Linked DNA regions of Zea mays: region 1 is linked to region 2. The links are chromatin contacts, called in public Hi-C maps. All regions are on one chromosome and are shown on one strand. The core of a region is the stretch at or near the end of the contact, and the rest is flanking DNA. Distances in the headings are between cores, read along the strand shown. Region 1 holds the start of LOC103637601 (RING-H2 finger protein ATL80). Region 2 holds the start of LOC100383597.

Region 1 (4,886 bases), core at 1,116-3,615, 360 kb before region 2:
CATTAAAGGCTAATCCTACTAGCTGTTTCTCTGCTAAATGAATTTGAAAGCATCGGTTTCTTGTATCTCGGAATCTCCGGATGTAATCATTAACCGATTCATCTTTTGTTTGTCGCAACGACACTAAATCTACCAAATCCAACTCATAATCACCGGAGAAAAAATGATCATGAAATTTTTGTTCTAGATCCCCCCATGATGAAATGGAATTAGGAGGTAAAGTGGCATACCATGCAAACGCGGTTCCTGTTAGCGATAATGAAAATAAACGTACGCGAAATGCCTCTGTGTCGGCCAATTCTCCCAATTGTGCTAAGAACTGGCCTATATGTTCGCGTGTGTTTTTCCCTTGATCACCCGAAAACTTTGCGAATTCGGGTATCCTGGTTCCCTGTGGGTATGGGTGGTGATCAAATCGGCTGTCATAAGGTTTCCGATATGATTGCCCCCCAGGGACCATGCTTACTCCGAGCTTATCTCGAAACGCCCCAGCTATTTCTTCCCTTACTATATCAATGGCAGCCGGTGCGAGACCACCGGCTCTCTGGTCAAACATAGGTGGGGTTGGCTGGATATTAGCATGCTGTCTTTCCCCCCATTGGTTCGAGTTACGTGGTGCATTTTCATTTGCCCTATATGGGTCATAGGTTTGATCGTTTCTTTCCGGCCTCCTGGGTGGGGCCGGAAAGCTTTCCTGGGCTCTGGATCTTGAATTAATGGGTTGATGCATTGTATAGTGCGATGGGAAGTGCTGCTGGGACGGGTGAGGATTCCGGTAACAATCCTCCTCAAAAAGGTCATGTGCGGACTGTCCGGACATTGACCCGGACCGTCCGTGATTATGTGCGGACCGTCCGTTGTTGTACGCGGACGGTCCGACTGGGTAGTTTAGGTTCTGTGCCGTGTGTGGTGGCTCGGGCGCATATCTAGGTAACTCATTAAAAATAGGCCCCACTGTTGCTGGCCCGGACGGTCCGCGCTCACGTGCGGACGGTCCGGGCATGTGCAGATCGGCTGGTTTGCTGCCGATTTGCGGTTGATTAGGGTATGTGTCCATCGGCATCCCATAAAGGGGTTGTGACTGGTCGTGACAACCTGTAGCCGATGTGTTACATGCGTTATCTCCTAACTCAACCTCGTGCGAAGGAAAATTTGCGGTACTAGATTTATCAAATGCACGTACTAGTCTCTTAAAATCGCTTTGCATACCCCCTATGATGTTATGCATTTGTTCACGCTGATCTTCTACATAATTTTTAAGAGATTGCAGATCGTTGGTATTACTTACATTGGGGATATCTGGCGTGGGTTGGAGCGAAGCCGGATCCGTCGCCCGATGTCGGACGACCTTGTTGTTCCTGTCCACTTTGAAGTTGGTCAAGAACTTTGCTTTCGCCTCCTGGATCATCCGCTCCTTGTGCTCCTCGAACTGGAGCTGCTCGTCAGCCGGCAAGGTTTCCCAAGTCGGCTCTATGATGTTGCTTGGAGAAATATCAGAGCTATCCCTTGAACCGGCCATTGAGGGCCGATTTGATGAGCTTAGATATGTTTTCCCCAGCGGAGTCGCCAAAAGTATGTTGACGCCTTTTCGGAGCGCCAAACACTCAACAAGAACCGTGGCGGTGCCCTCTGCACAGGGGCGGACGGTCCGCGCGCAGGGGCCGGACGGTCCGCGGCCTGGTGCGAGGCGCGGTGGTGCTCTCTGCGCAAGGGCGGACTGTCCGCGGCCTGGGGCCGGACGGTCCGCGGCCTGGTGCGCTGCTGGGACTTCTGCCTGACGGCCGGACGGTCCGCGCCCTGGGGCCGGACGGTCCGCACGTACGCAGGGACGGCGGAAAATCGCCGACGGCGCCTGGATCTCGCTCCCGGGAGGGACCCCGTCGGGGAGTAGAGATCCTAGGTGGTGTCTAGGCTCGGGCAGGCCGACCTAGACTCCTCTAATCGACGTAGAGTCGAGGAGAGACGGAGAATTTGGGGATCGAGTGGCTAAACCTAAACTAGACTAGAACTACTCCTAGGATAAAATGCGAGTAAAAGTTGTATTGATTCGATTGATGATGATTACAAATCGGCCGTAGACCTCTCTATTTATAGAGGAGGGGGGCTGGACCCTTTACACAACTGATTCCGAGCTAATCCCGCGAATATAGCTAACAACCGTAGCACAAAACTCGGAACCCTAATCTGTTCTGCGCACGCGCGGACCGTCCGGCCCACAGGCGCGGACCGTCCGGACCGCGGACCGTCCGGCCTCAGTCCGCCGCTCAATTTTGGTTCGAACACCTTTCTCCTAGTATTAGGTGTTAAAGTTCTTGTATTAAGTGCATATTTGCACCACGGACCTTGTTATGCCAGCATGATAGAGGCGCAGAGCCAACCGATGCAAAGTGTTGCTAGGAGTCTAGGACCAATAATGTAGTTGGATTGTTTTCACCTCCAAGAGCTAGTGTATATTGTAGGAAGCTTGCAATGCGGGGAACACGAAGGGCATAGTCGTCAATTGCGCCCTTCCGAGTTTCGCCACAGCTCAGGCAGTCCGGCAGTCCTCCCACTCCCTACACGAGGACGCTTGCCCTCTCCGTCATTAACCATCCCAACCCCCCAAGACCGGGACCTCCCTTTCCGTCCTCTCGCCGCTCCACTTTTTTAACGTAGACGCCCCACCACCCACCGGCGCGCGACCGACGCCGGCGATGCTCCGGCTGTCGTACTCGCGGCGCCTCCTCCAGAGCAGCAGCGACAGCGGCGGCGCCATCCCCGACCCGAACCCCAAACGCATCCCGGGCATCCCGCCCGCCGACCCGCCCGCGGCCGTCAACTCCGATGTGGTGGTGATCCTCGCCGCGCTGCTCTGCGCGCTGATCTGCGTCGTGGGGCTCGCCGCCGTCGCCCGCTGCGCCCGATCCCGGCGCAACAGGGGCGCTGGCGCGGGGGGCGACGGCGCCCCGGCTTCCCCCTCGAGCGACGGCGGCAGCGGGCACCGCCACCACGCGCACCACCAGGCCACCGGCGCGAGCGCGGCCGCCACGACCACGACCGCGACCGCGAGCGCGGCCGCCGCCAGCAAGGGGCTGAAGAAGAAGGCGCTGAAGGCGCTTCCGAGGCTGGCGTACGCGGACGCGGTGGCGGCGGCCGCGGCGGCCCGGGGCGCGGCGCCGGCGGCGGAGGGCGAGGAGGAGCAGGAGCTGCTGGCGGAGTGCGCCATCTGCCTGGCGGAGTTCGGCGAGCGGGAGGAGGTGCGCGTGATGCCGCAGTGCGGGCACGGGTTCCATGTCGCGTGCGTCGACACCTGGCTGCGCTCCAACTCGTCCTGCCCGTCCTGCCGCCGCCCCATCGTCCTGGACGACCCGGCGCCGCCCAAGCGGTGCCGCAAGTGCGAGGCCGTCGTCCTGGAGGCCGTCCTCGCCGCCTCCTCGTCCTCCTCCGCCGCCGCCAGCGGAGGCCGCGGCGGTGGCGGGTTCTTGCCGTAGCGTCAGCAGTGGTTGGCCGGTTGTTTGTCTGACGGGTGGGGGCCAGGCCGGGTCCTTGGTTGTTGAGCTGCCCCCATCAGCCCGTGCCTACATGTCACTGGTACAGCGAAGATCCCCTCTAAAGCAATGAAAACGAAAATAACTAGAAAGAAATGCGATTCTTTTTGTACAACCTTTTGGAGTTCGCAGCTTGGGCTCGTGGGGAACTTGCAACTGGTATTGTACATGAAAATTGTAAATTGGGGGTAAAAATCTACTACTTCACAAATATATGACATCATTAATTATTTTTGAAAACTTTGACCACTTGTTTTATTCAAAATGTAAAATTTTAGGTGTAGTACAAACTACCTTAATCGATAAAACAAAATAAAAAAAAATTAAATGATAACTTATTATTTTTTAATTAAGTGGTTAAAGTTTTTTTAAAAAATTAACGGTGTCGTATATTTATGAACGCGAGAGTATTTGTTTTTATATATACTAGTGGCACTGTAGTTTCTAGGGAAAGTCCACTCTGTAGTCTATGAAATAGAGAGGATTTATTTTATTTTTTAAGAAATATGAGTTACTCTCATCAGTAGACTAGGGTGTGCTTTGGCATTATATTTCTGTGATGTTTACAGCTTGGAAGCGGACAGGCCGTTGGATCATCTTCTAGCAAGGTGCCAATGTGATGGGGTCTGTTTAGGGGAGGTGATGGATTACGATCTAAATGTTTATTCACGATTCATTTTGGTTTTTAATTAATTTTGTTCAAACATAAATGAAAATAGAGTCTGATCTTAGTATGATTCATCTTTAAATTTTCAGTGTAAAATTTCATTAGGCTGTCTTTAACCGATAGCGTAAAATAGGAAAAACAGAACTGTAGATGATGCCGTTTACAAGAGTGAATTTTGAAATAATGAATGAGGTGTGAGATGGGACGGAGGATCTGCTGAACATGGCATTACCATCCGAGGGTAGGTTGCTGCCTCGCGCTCGTGAGGATATGGTATGATGGCCATCAACCCTGTTTGGCACATGTTATCTAAGAAGCCGGTGAAAAACAATTTCATTTTGTTGTCTACTTTTATTTCATTTTTAAAAAGCAGTTAAACTGCTTGTACTTAAATCCATAAAGAACCTGTAAAATAAATCACGTCAAACTGACCGAAAGCCCGTGTCCGAGGGCGAGGCTTTTGTCTTCCATTCCATCAGGCAATTGGAAGCACCCATCGGTTACTGCGTTAAAAAAGAGAGAGAGAGGAAAGGTTACTGGTGCTCCATTTCATAATTTCTGCCATCAGATGAAACTTGAGCTGGTTTACCGTTTTAGTGGGTCAGAACGATTCTTAACCGGATTGTTTTCTAATTTATATAAACTTTAATTAGCTGTAACGGTTTCGGGTGTAATCCGACATAAACGAACAA
Region 2 (4,867 bases), core at 1,826-4,325:
GATCTGGTATGCAGCATGCTTCATGTAGTAAGCAGGTCGCGTACCTCCTCGTCGATGAGGACCATATGAGCATGGAAAAGCTTATACTCATCCTCGGGATCATAAATTTTTCACAGACGGGAGACACGTACACACAACCGATCACTGCAATTTCCAATCATAAGGTTACTTATTAGAACCTCCGCCATCTGCTAAGGAAAGCAAAAGGAGGGACAAGAACATTAGTCCAGTGAGTATGTGTCGAGTAAGAGATGATGTAAACATGTTAAATGTCACAATGATCTTAGTACAAAAGAGGTACCATGGATGAGCGACACGTGCATAGAAAATTGCCAAAACCAAAACGAATGGAAGGGAGCAGCAGTATGTTACAAAAATATTCTACAATATGCACATTTGTAACTGGAATAGACAAGATGTGCTATGATGCTGCTGCTAGCGCAACATCTAGCACCTCGTGATTTTTCAGTGCAGTTTTTTTCATAAAATATGAGTATCTAGTTAAACTTAGATAATGTGGGATAATAGACATGTTACCCAATGCTAGAATCTAAGGCTTTCCAAACGCAGCCATATTCTCAATCTTGGAAGCGACGATAATATTTTGCCAGGCAGATAGGCAGATGTGCAGGGATGGTCTAATCTTGTATTACTGAAAATAGAAATGGTGACATATATTGAATATTTCACACATGCATTTCTAGGCGCATCATGGTCATCACCACCATGACCACGAAGATGATTATTGTTGCTCAATATGTGAAGAAGGCTCACCTGAAACAAATTAAATTACTGAATTTAACATTTAATCTGAAGAAGAATGTTGGTAGTCTATGATCATCCTTAATGTTGTCCTCTACCTTCATAAAGGTCAGGTATCAAAAAATCATGAGGCAGACAAATTCAAATTGATCTCAATACTTTATATGGTTTCTACAATGCCCTAATTCTTGGTAGGTTGCATAAGTATAGCAGGATACGATAATTCGTTCTTAATTCACATTTTTAACTTTCAAACATGCTGGCGGCTTACTACCGATACAATTATGTTCATGTGCATAGACAATGTTGCATAATAATGATGTGTGGTCCTCTAATATTTTTATCCACACATTTCAATGCCTAATCCTTGGTGCTCTGCAAGAAGCTCATTCAATCTAAAGGTGCACTATTAACAAACTGATGGAAACTATGTGTACTGTTGACAATACCATTATGTATAAATATAAATGGAAGTGTTACAGGAGTAAAAAGAGATTCAGGAGGTTGGAATCGTTTAGTGTCTACTTTAATAACTCTTCTATCTGGAAGCTGATCACAAAAACTAAGCTTACAGTGAGAAAAGGAACATGGAAGAAATGCAAGCAGGACGACATACTTACAGTGTAACTTTTCATAAGGATTGTGGTCTCAACTCCTAGCTTGTATTCCCGTTTGTAATCATAGTTGTACATAATTTAACTGTCATGACTACATATCCAGCAGGATAGAAAACAATAATAAGAACCTACTCACGCACGACTGCAGCACCGCACCGTGCTACATGCTTCTTCTCCCTCCGGCAAGTGCAGGCTCCTCCTCCTCGTGCACGACCGCGACGCCGCGCCACGCTCCCAGCTGGTCTTCTTCTCCATCGGCGGCCTTCTTCCGTCGAGGCCGAAGGCACTCCTCTGCCTCCTCACCACTACACCGTCGCCGCTGGTCCCGGTTCCGGTACCATGTAAAGTTTTCTGGAAGAGTACAGAGTACACTACTCTACACACACCTCACTGGTATAATAAGTATATATGTACATGTTTAGCTTGTTCGGCTGCCCATGCGGGAGCACTGTTGCAGCTGCAAAATACTATTGCAGCTGCAATTCCTAGAGACAAAATACTGTAGAAGCCGCAGTCGCAGTCGGATTAAAGCCGCAGCGAACAAGCCAGTTAATAGGCCAGGCACTAGGCACACGGCCCAACAAATTCAAAGACATTTAGTTTTTTAATCAGCCATTGACTGCTGACACTTTTCCCTTCCTAACTAACAATTGGTACTTATTTGCATCGGCTTTACCAACAGAACTGCTCTTGTTAAGTTGAACTGTAATGGACTGCTTGTATTTTTTTTGGCAGTTCAGCCAAGCTGATTGTGAGCTACAGCCAATGGCTTGTTGAGTTAAACTGTAGTGTTACATTCACCGCTTGTTATGTCAAACTGTAAGTTACGTTCAATGCTAAAAAAAATCAACTGAGACACAACAAGAAGGCAATATCTGGAATTGATCTCCACAGCCTGCCTTTGGGTTAAAACACACCTCTATAAAAGATCTCGTACGACAAATGTCTTTACAATGTGTGTTTAGTTTTACTATGAAGGATTGGGAAACATTACTTTTTTAAAGGGAGCCGAACATGATTGATTCTCACCTTTGAATGTAGAAATGAAAGACCTGTAGACTGGTACCAAAAACTAACACTGGCACATAGTCCCTATTCATATATAGAAAAAGAAATGTGAGATTACAGAGAACAATAAACAATCTTATGTTATAACTGAACACGGACGCAATTTTTCTTAACTAAAAGAACCCAAGCCTCTATTGTCTTTCTCCAAACCAATTGGTGAAAGTTGCAGCTCAATAATTAAATTTAATCCACCAGACAGCTAGGGCATCAGAGAAACATACTTGAAACCAAAAGGCAAATCTAAGAAAAAGTAACCTAGGGCGTTCTTGGGGGCAGTACGAGGAGGAAGGCGACGGGGTGGGGAGCGGTCCACCTGCACGCGGCCATGAAGGGGAGCTGGGAGGAGGGCAGCGCTAGCGGCTGCATCTCGAAGAAGAATAGGGCGGCGACGGCACATGGAGGAAGAAGGTGTGGCGGCGCCACCGACTGCAGCGTGGCCCAGCGTGCGACAGTGCCCGTGGGAGACGACGGCGTGCGGTTCTCGTTGGCGAAGGGCGTCGCCGCGGGAGGGAGAGAGCGCGGTGGGTGTCGGCGCGGCGAGGAAGAGGATGAGGTGGCGGTGCAGGTACGAAGAGGATGAGCGGGTGTGCTCGCATCGTCGAAGGGAGGGGATCGGAGGCGAGGAGGAGGACTGCGCAGCCGTGGCGAACGCGTCGACCGAGTTGGGAAAGGAAGACCGGACGCAACGCTGCAATTTGGTTGATTTGATGTATAATTTCGGGTCCGTGGTGTGCGGCCACGCGTTGGCTCGCGTGCGGCCGAGAGCGCGTGAAACGCGGGGAGAGACTGAAATTCGAGCGCCTTTTAACTAAAGGTAATATCTATTTTACAATGAACTGGGGTCCAGCCAGGACACTATGGCACAATTCTTATACTGTTCTTTCTATACAAATTTGGGCAAAGTGGAAACAGTAAGCCTATGAAGGTACCATTTAACTTTTGGAGTATTTTTGATGTTTTCAAGACTCACCAACATGGAATATAGAGTATTGTGTACTTTTATGGCTGCTCCACAATTTCTAGTGTTTGATCTCTAGGTAGGGGTGGTAATTGATCATTCAAATGTTTCTTCACAATTCGTTTGAGCCCTTAATTAATTTTAGTTAAAAAATGAATAGAAATAGAGCTCAATCCTAATATAATTTGATCCTTAAATTTTGTAGTGTAAAATTTAGAGTCCATTACCACCCCTATCTCTAGGTGAGAAGGACAGGTTTGACGTAGCGACGAGAAGACTTTCTACTGATCCAAAAGGTCCTAGAATCGACGCAGCCTCTATTTCTTGGGTAAGACTTGCCTCGATTATTTTTGGGGTGTTTGGTTCCACCTAACTAAACTTTAGTCCCTGTCATATTGAATGTTTGTATGATGATTACGAGTATTAAATATAGTCTAATCATAAAACTAATTACATAGATAAAGACTAAAAGATAGACAAATTTATTAAACCTAATCAAACTTATATACAATACTCGTAGTTGATATTCAAACATTTGATGTGACACGAACTAAACTTAAGTCAGAGGAACCATGGGAGCCATTAATACTGGGTTTAACTTTTTTTTTATCTCCAGATCAGGTTTACTCTCCTTGGCCTAATCCATTTTTCAGGATTTTGATGGAAGAAATTCATGTGAGCATATGCATGCACACATAAACCTGTGTTGTTTCGGCCTTTCAGGATACAGCATGGTGAGCAGGACCAGTTGGGCACATGCCCCATCGACTGCGGGTGCATCAGAGGAGGCGCCGCAGTTTTTACTCACTAAACTTCCCAGGCTTGCTCTCCTCAGTCCTCACTCCTCTCCTACAACTCCACTGTATCTGATACGTGGCAAGCAAGGATCGGGTTCGCTGGAGTCAGGACAAGCCGTCAGGATGGCGAGCCTGACAGAGCAGGTCAAGAAGGACGAGCTGCTGCGGACTGCAGTTGGATTTGGACTGCAGCTGTGCCAGCAAATATGCGGCGCTTCCATTTGCTTCAACGAACTCCAACCTGTAACAAAGAAGGCGCTGGCATATCTTTAGCATACGTGTAGGGTATTGCATGGCTTTGATACCATAGTTCTTAAGCCAATTCACTTGAAGGGTATTTTCCTCGTTCCAAACTATAAGTCATTTTAGCTTTAAATATCGGTAGCTTTTAGTAGCCATTGTCCACTTATTCTCAATTGCTGTGAATTAAGAGTAAGACAATACATTTGTTATATGTTAAAGACCTTCGTCTTCCGAATCATTATTCCCTTTCGGGTATAATGCATCTTAGACGAAGGTCATAAATAACAAGTCTTTATTATTTGTAAACATATAAAAATATATTCGCAAGGTATAATATTATGTCACGTATTTATATCATAATAAATGTAAAAGCACTTTTAAAGTTTGTATTACATTGTTATCTTCGGCTTGTTTGAAGGTGG

The links. Hi-C and Micro-C count contacts between places; a contact is called where the count stands out from the background.
Region 1: a Hi-C map of leaf shows a contact between it and region 2, with 6 times the contacts expected there. The contact joins the promoter of LOC103637601 here to the promoter of LOC100383597 in region 2. A contact is called at or near these places in 3 of 25 Hi-C or Micro-C datasets (ear, leaf and tassel).

What each region holds. Positions count from the first base shown.
Region 1 is chr1:85,313,233-85,318,118 of Zm-B73-REFERENCE-NAM-5.0, reverse strand. It overlaps LOC103637601 (RING-H2 finger protein ATL80), which reads left to right and starts at 2,365. Exons shown (of 1, transcript XM_020546420.3): 1 at 2,365-4,123. The coding sequence starts at 2,694. The coding sequence ends at 3,470.
Region 2 is chr1:84,951,238-84,956,104 of Zm-B73-REFERENCE-NAM-5.0, reverse strand. It overlaps LOC100383597, which reads right to left and starts at 3,075. Exons shown (of 7, transcript NM_001363842.1): 1 at 2,761-3,075; 2 at 2,409-2,471; 3 at 1,512-1,698; 4 at 538-774; 5 at 45-191. The coding sequence starts at 65.